2 separate regions of the Danio rerio genome follow, and region 2 is linked to region 1. A link is a contact called in public Micro-C data. All regions are on one chromosome and are shown on one strand. The core of a region is the stretch at or near the end of the contact, and the rest is flanking DNA. Distances in the headings are between cores, read along the strand shown.

The links. A called contact is a pair of places that touch in the nucleus more often than the background predicts.
Region 2: a Micro-C map of caudal fin shows a contact between it and region 1, with 8 times the contacts expected there. The contact joins the enhancer-like site here to the promoter of eeig1a in region 1. A contact is called at or near these places in 3 of 18 Hi-C or Micro-C datasets (caudal fin, hematopoietic stem cells and an unstated tissue) and 2 of 4 datasets of contacts at active chromatin or transcription factors (caudal fin and embryo).

What each region holds. Positions count from the first base shown.
Region 1 is chr8:3,884,669-3,888,547 of GRCz12tu, forward strand. It overlaps eeig1a (estrogen-induced osteoclastogenesis regulator 1a), which reads left to right and starts at 2,449. Exons shown (of 12, transcript XM_003199038.7): 1 at 2,449-2,656; 2 at 2,804-3,069. The coding sequence starts at 2,924. It also overlaps a transcript of acaa2 not described here and a transcript of naif1 not described here.
Region 2 is chr8:3,948,765-3,952,662 of GRCz12tu, forward strand. eeig1a (estrogen-induced osteoclastogenesis regulator 1a) reads left to right here. Exons shown (of 12, transcript XM_003199038.7): 6 at 2,467-2,513; 7 at 2,647-2,777. It also overlaps a transcript of acaa2 not described here. Among named protein-coding and RNA genes, the nearest start is that of sh3glb2a, 39 kb to the right of the region's middle. Within about 2 kb of position 2,542, at least 3 of the 62 cell types and tissues checked have an H3K27ac peak or open chromatin away from gene starts, as enhancers often do.

The sequences.
Region 1 (3,879 bases), core at 1,199-3,698:
ACATCAAGCCGTTCATACACAACCTGCATCCTCACATTAACCATCAATACGGTTTTTCAGAAAAACTATTTATTGAAAGTCCCCTAGTGTCCATGTTATGAGAGGAAAAAGTGAGATTTTCCTTAAAACATCCCGAATTAATATGACAATTATTACTATGTCATTGTGGTTTTTAAAATAATCTTGTTTTTTTTTGTTTGAAATCATTTAATTTGACTCACATTTCACTTCACTGCTTGTTTTTAGGGAAATCTCACTTCATTTTGACTCAGTCTTTAAAAACAAAACAATACTTTTGAATTCTAATGCTTCTTGGTTTAAGAGTTTGCAGATAGATAGAAATACAATACAAAGACTCTAAATTAGAAATCAGTTTTGCAGTGTGGATTATGAGGACAGAAATCAGCGTCACTTTAATTTGATGCTCTTTTTAACGTATTTTGTTGACTTTAAGTTACATTGCAACTATTTGCAAAGTTGCTAACTAATTCTCAATCAATGCAAATTTTCTTATAGTCAGGAGAATGTCTTTGGGTGTCCGAGTCCTCATAAACCAACAATACCAACATGTGTGTGTGTGTGTGTGTGTGTGTGTGTGTGTGTGTGTGTGTGTGCGTAAAATACACTGTAAATTATTGTACAGAGCAGTGCCTCGAAGAGTTATACATGTATGTGTGAACATTTCAGGGATGAAGTGAAATCAAGACTTTTATTAGCATTTAAAAAGTGGCCAAAATGTGCAAAAATCCTCTTACTGGACCTTTTTTTCTGTTCAGGTTTGGTTCACACTCTGGGTTTTGTTTTTATATTTAGTTGATCTAAAAGCCACTTTCATTTTTGCAATTGTTTTGTGCGTTTGACCCTAAAATGAACAAAAGCATTGCATGCAAAGTCCATATGAGGGTCCGAAACCTGCTGAAAACAGTTCCTGCAGGACAGATGAGGCCTTGGATGAGTTTGTTTAGGCGTTTGTTTCTTTAACTTTTGACAAGGACTTTTTAGTCGTAAGTATCTTAAATAAAGAAACTCTCCACACATGTATGAGCATTTGTTTGTAATTGATTGCACCAAATCATGCATGCATTTCCTGTGATGAAGTGGCTTTATTGCACTCTAAAAAGCGATATTTTCGTTCATTCATTTTCTATTTGGCTTAGTCCCTTTATTAATCAGGGGTCGCCACAGCGGAATGAACCGCCAACTTATCCAGCATATGTTTTACATCCATACACACTCATTCAAACATTTCTACACTATGGACAATTTAGCCTACCCAATTCACCTGCAGCATGTCTTTGGACTGTGGGGGAAACCGGAGCACATGGAGGAAGCCCACGCCAACACGAGAACATGCAAACTCCACACAGAAGTGCCAGATTAATTACTTATTAAAAAGTTGATGAGCAAACCCAGATTAATTTAGAACTGTTTAAAGCAAATGTTTACTAAATCTTTAAAGTAAGCAAATCGGTTTAAATAGGTTAACTCACTTTTTTTAAAGTAAAGTGAATGAATTAATTAAAAAGGTAAGTAAAGTCGAGTCAAGTAATCACTTTAAAATCGATTTAGTGATCAATTAATTTGAACAGCCTCGTAAAAATCAAAGTTGTTACATTACTGCAAAATGAAAAGGCTAATGAAAATGAATATGCTCAGTTTTTTAGTTTACTTTACCGCCACTAGAGGAAGACAAAGTGCGACCTTTTTTATCTGACAACATAATTCCTTCATTATTCATTCATTCATTCATTCATTTTCCTGTCGGCTTAGTCCACAGGTGTCAAACTCAGTTCCAAAAGGGCCGCAGCTCTGCACAGTTTAGTTCCAACCCTAATTAAACACACCTGATCAAACTAATCGAGTCCTTCAGGCTTGTTTGAAACCTACAGGTAAGTGTGTTGGAGCAGGGTTGAACTAAACTGTGCAGGGCTTCGGCCCTCCAGCAATTGAGTTTGACACCCCTGGTTTAGTCCCTTTATTAATCCGGGGTCTCCACAGCGGAATGAACCGCCAACTTATCCAGCACATTTTTACGCAGCGGATGCCCTTCCAGCCCATATTAATATTGCTCATTTATGACATTTAATTAGAAAAGTGGCAGTTTTATTTATTTAATACATGGAAACATTTAATTAATAATATTATTTAATTATATATTTATTTAATACACTGTACTACAGGAAACAGGCGTGTCGAGCCTATTTGGCTCATTCAGAACTCAAAGTGCTTTGCTTGTCTATACCTTACCATATTAATCAAACATTTTTAAATGTATTACTATTCAATTATTACTTATAAATGTAATAAAAATAATAATTATTATTAATAATAATAATTTATAATAAGCTGACAAGAAAATGAATGAGTTCGTGTGTATGTGTGTGAGAGAGAGGGGGAGAGAGAGAGCGAAAGAGAGAAAAGGAGGGGGCGGGGCTTCCTAATCCCTTCAGTAACACTGAACAGCCCTTCAGTGAACTGAGCTGAAGACAAAAATCACATCCAGAAACACGGCAGACACGGGCCAGGCAGAAACACTGAAGGAAATGAGTCCACACGTCCAGTTTTAAAGCTACTATTGAGTCAAAACCCTGATTATTTTGCATCTGCTCGAGTTTTAGCCAGGAAAACCGAAGCGTTCATCTGTTAACGTTAGCGGGTGAGTGAACTCAACTGACCTGACAAGAACTCCACAAAGAAACAACCACCTTTATTACATTGAAGTTCATAAATGATGCATTTAAAGTTGTGGTTTATCAATTTGTTAACCCGCTTATCTGTTTTCATATGTGTGTTTTATTTGCAGGTCAAGATGATTCCACACAGAGAGTTTCCGTTGCCTGATTAAACCCTTTTTTCATCCTACAGTTACAGTTTAACGGCAGATTTTTTTGTGGAGAATTTAAACATTTCCCCGCTCGACTTTATGGCGTTTTTAGTGAAGAAGAAGAAGTTTAAGTTTCAGACTCATGTTACTCTGGAGGAGCTGACAGCGGTTCCCTTCGTCAATGGAGTTTTGTTCTGCAAAATCAGATTGCTGGATGGAGGAGACTTCACTGCTTCATCATCCAGGTAAAACATCATCTTCATCATCCTTAAGGGCGAATATGAAATTAGTCGTGGTTAATTAAACGGGCTACGATCAGTGATTGAGATAAAGTTGGTTTATATTCACACATTTGTTCAGTGACAACTTGTGACAAGGTCACCATATTGATTACCATGGTATACTTTGATTATTCGGCCTGCAATAATATGCAAGTTTGACTTCAAAACTATAATTTGGCACTATTTAATTGACTGTGAGCAATGTTGTACTTTGTCTTTGGTTGCTAAAATGGGTTTACAGGCATTATTTAGTTGTGAGGGAATAATGTTTTACTTTGATTGTCTTTGGTTGCTAAAATGTTTAAAATAAATGGGTTTACAGGCAATATTTAGTTGTCAGTGCATAATGTTGTACTTTGATTGTCTTTGGTTGCTAATAAGGTTGTTAAAATGTTTAAAATGAATTGGTTTACAGGCATTATTTAGTTGTCAGTAAATAATCTTGTACTTTGATTGTCTTTGGTTGCTAATAAGGTTGTTAAAATGCTTAAAATAAATGGGTTTACAAGCAATATTTAATTGACAGTGAATAATGTTTTACTTTGATTGTCTTTGGTTGCTAATATGGTTGCTAAAATGTTTAAAATAAATGGGTTTACAGGCAATATTTAGCTGACAGTGAATAATGTTGTACTTTGATTGTCTTTGGTTGCTAATATGGGTTTACAGGCACTATTTAATTGACGGTGAATAATCTTGTACTTTGATTGTCTTTGGTTGCTAATAAGGTTGTTAAAATGCTTAAAATAAATGGGTTTACAAGCAATATTTAAT
Region 2 (3,898 bases), core at 1,292-3,791, 64 kb after region 1:
AAGGTTGGGAACCACTGCTCTAAACCACCGTAATAGAGTACAACTAAGTCCTAGCCATGTCATTATACAACTTAAACGTGTCCCCATTATACGTGTCATTATACATGTTGTTATATCTGTTCCTGTAAACCACACACAGTTGAAACCAGAGGTTTACTTACACTCTAAAAAAGGAACAAAACCATTTTTAAAAAAAATGTCTGATGGTAAATCATATTAACGTTTACTATTTTAGGTCTGTTAGGATTACCTAAATGATTAACGTTTGCCAAATGCCAGAATAATAAGAGAATGTTTTTTGAGAATTTTTTATTAATTTCTAGACAGTCAAAAGTTGACTCACATTTCCTTGGTTTTTTTAAGGTATTAAATCAAAAGGTATTTTATTTGCCAGCTAATAACCTTTTCATTACATATAAAATGAAACTTCTGAACCAAGCCTGATGGAAAATGCTCATTTACAAGAAAAGAGGTCTGATGGATTTAGAGGGTTTTGCATCTGAACTCTTCATATATATTCTAGTCCTGATTGGGAGGTAATGTCCGATTCCGATCAAGTCTGAAATCCCATGATCGGAGTGAGTTATGTTTTTATTACTGTTAAAACAAGTGCAAGAACAGTTGAAACGAATTAAAAGTAAAAACAAACCAATAATCAGAAATAGGAAAGAAACATATTTGTAAATGGAACTGTACACCACAATTCAAGACATTACCTAATAATTATTTGAATAAAAATGTGGCTCAGTGGTTAGTACTGTCGCCTCACAGCAAGAAGGTTGCTTCTTGAAGGTCAGTTGGCATTTCTGTGTGGAGTTTGCATGTTCTCCCTGTGTTGGCGTGGGTTTCCTCCGGGTGCTCCGGTTTCCCCCAAACACATGCGCTGTAGGTGAATTGGTTAAGCTAAATTGACCATAGTGTATCTGTGTGAAAGAGTGTGTATGGGTGTTTCCCAGTGCTGGGTTGCAGCTGGAAGGGCATCCACTGCTCAAAACATATGCTGGATAAGTTGGCGGTTCATTCCACTGTGCCGACCCCTGATTAATAAAGAGACTAAGCCGAAAATAAAATGAATGAATGAATAATTATATTTAATATAATATATGTTTTATTACTGTTAGAACTGGTGGCGGAACAGTTGAAGAGAATGAAAAAATCTAAAAATAAACCAATAATCAGAATGGGTGAAGAAACATTTTTATTTTTTTTTATTAGAATATGCAAAGATCATACAAATACAAGAAAACATCACCAAATAACAAATACAAAGCAACAAAACAAAAACAACAAGAATATAGTCAGGTACTGGTATGTGCGTGTGCGTGTGCGTGTGCGTGTGCGTGTGTGTGTGTGTGTGTGTGTGTGTGTGTGTGTGTGTGTGTATGCATGTAAAGGTAATTTGGTGGACAGGTCAGAGTACATACATAAGGAACAATAACAGTCAATAAATGAAGCAAGTGTCACAGATATAAATAAAAGATATTGAAAGAAACCAGTCAGAGTTAGGGAGTAACAACAATGCTTATTAATGTATGATAGTAAAAATGAAAGTAAAAAGAAAGAAAGGACAACAGTAATAATAACTGACAATAATAATAAATCACAAGTGCAACATCAACTACTAATACAGAAAGTTACTTATATTACAACTAATACTGCTTCTACTACAGCCACAACCACGACTATTACTACTACAATGTTTACTAATACTGATACTACTACAACAATGACTACCACTACTGATACTACTAAAGCGTTTGCTACAACTAATACAACAACGTCTACTGCTACTACTACTACTACTACTACTACCACAATCATGTGAAGAAACATTTTAAATTGTTTGTGAATGCAACCGTACACAAAAAATTCAAGACATTAATTATTAATTCAATGAATAAAAATGAGAACTAATAATAAGTAATACAATAAGTAAATATGACGATAAAATAAACAAATAAACATACAACATAAAAAAGCTAGCTTGAGTTAAAAATGTGACAAAAACAGAGGAAACCAAAATTCAAGATAAATGTACCTAAATACACACAAATAAAGTAGCTATCCTCTGATTTTTTTTTCTAAAATCAAACCAGCATGTGCAAATAAATGGGATAGTAATGTTAGATAAAAAAATAACTAAATATTTAATAATTAGGAATAATTTAAAATAAAGGTATAAAAAATAACTTTAACATTTTTATATAAAGCTAACAAGTGTGAAAATAAATCTGACAATACTCAAAAATACAGTATTAGCACAGAAAAGAAAACGATGTAAATATGAAAGTGATTACGTGCACATTTCAGCTTTCTCTCAGCACATGATTATGTAATATTCTTGACACTCGACAAAAATATTAAAAGTCAGCTGAGAAGAATGAATTAAGCAAGCATTATTAAAGCAGTGAGGAAAACAGATTGATCAGTTAACTCGAAGTAATAGTTTTCTCTGTTATTATAAAGGTGACCATTGGAATGACGCTGTTATCTGGAGATCCTTGTTTTAAAACGTGAGTATTTTGCTTTGATTGTGTTATTCTGTAATGTAGACTCTGACGCCCCCTGTAGGCTCGTGAATGACAGTACAACACGCAGACTGAATGAATGATTATCTGAAAGTGAACTCATCCCCTGTTTATTTAGTCCACCAAGCACTGCTAAATGTATTTCTGTGGCTGGACAAGACCCTTCCCTGCAGCTGGACTGTAAAGGAGAAGGAACTGCTGAGGTTCTGCCCCGAATGGCTAAACAGAGACCATCCATACTCGGATCCGGTAAAGATAATGCATTTCATTCATTTATTCATTTTCTTTTTGGCTTTATTAATCCGGGGTCACCAGAGCGGAATGAACCGCCAACTTATCCAGCATATGTTTTATCCAGCGGATGCCCGTCCAGCTGCAACCCATCACTGGGAAACACCCATACACTCTCATTCACACACATACACCACAGACAATTTAGCTTACCCAATTCACCTGTACCGCATGTCTTTGGACTTGTGGGGGGAACCGGAGCACCCGGAGGAAACCCACGTGGGGAGAACATGCAAACTCCACATAGAAATGCCAACTGACCCAGCCGAGGCTCGAACCAGCGGCCTTCTTGCTGTGAGGCGACAGCACTACCTACTGCGCCATTGCGTCGCCTAATGCATTTCATAATCAGACATATTTGTTTCTCTGTATATTAATGGTAAAATTTCCTTAATACCACCAAATACGTCATTATAAATATGCATGTGTCGAGTAAACTCAATGTATTTTTTATTTAAAGTGTTACCTAATATTAATTGTGCGTTTTATAAATTAATTTTTATTTTTTCTTATATTTTTTATGTATTTTAAGTAATTTTTTCCAAATATACTATGATTAAATTTGTGATTTAGATATTTGATTTAGAGATCATGGTGGTGGTTTTATTATTTTTTTATGAATTTGGTTTTTCCATGTACTATTTGATTATTTGTTTATTCATATTTTGGTTGAAATTTTCTAAAAGTTTTAGTAATTAGTTTTTGTGTAATGTCTGTATCGTTTGCATGTTTTATGTGTTATTTTCTTTTTTTTTTAATGATTTTAAAAAGTTACCAATTACATTATTTATTTAATTATTATTATTATTTAATTATTATCGTTGTTGTTAAATTATTATTATTATTATTATCATCATTATTATTATTATTTTATTTTTATTATTATTATTTAAGTATTATTATTATTATTATTATTATTATTATTTAAGTATTATTATTATTATTATTATTATTTAAGTATAATTTTATATATTTGATTATATTATTAGAATTGTTTTTTGTTTTAGATATAGTCTATCATATTTTGTTGTTTGTTTGAATTAGTCTATACGTATTACCTTTAGATTTTCTGTGTTCAT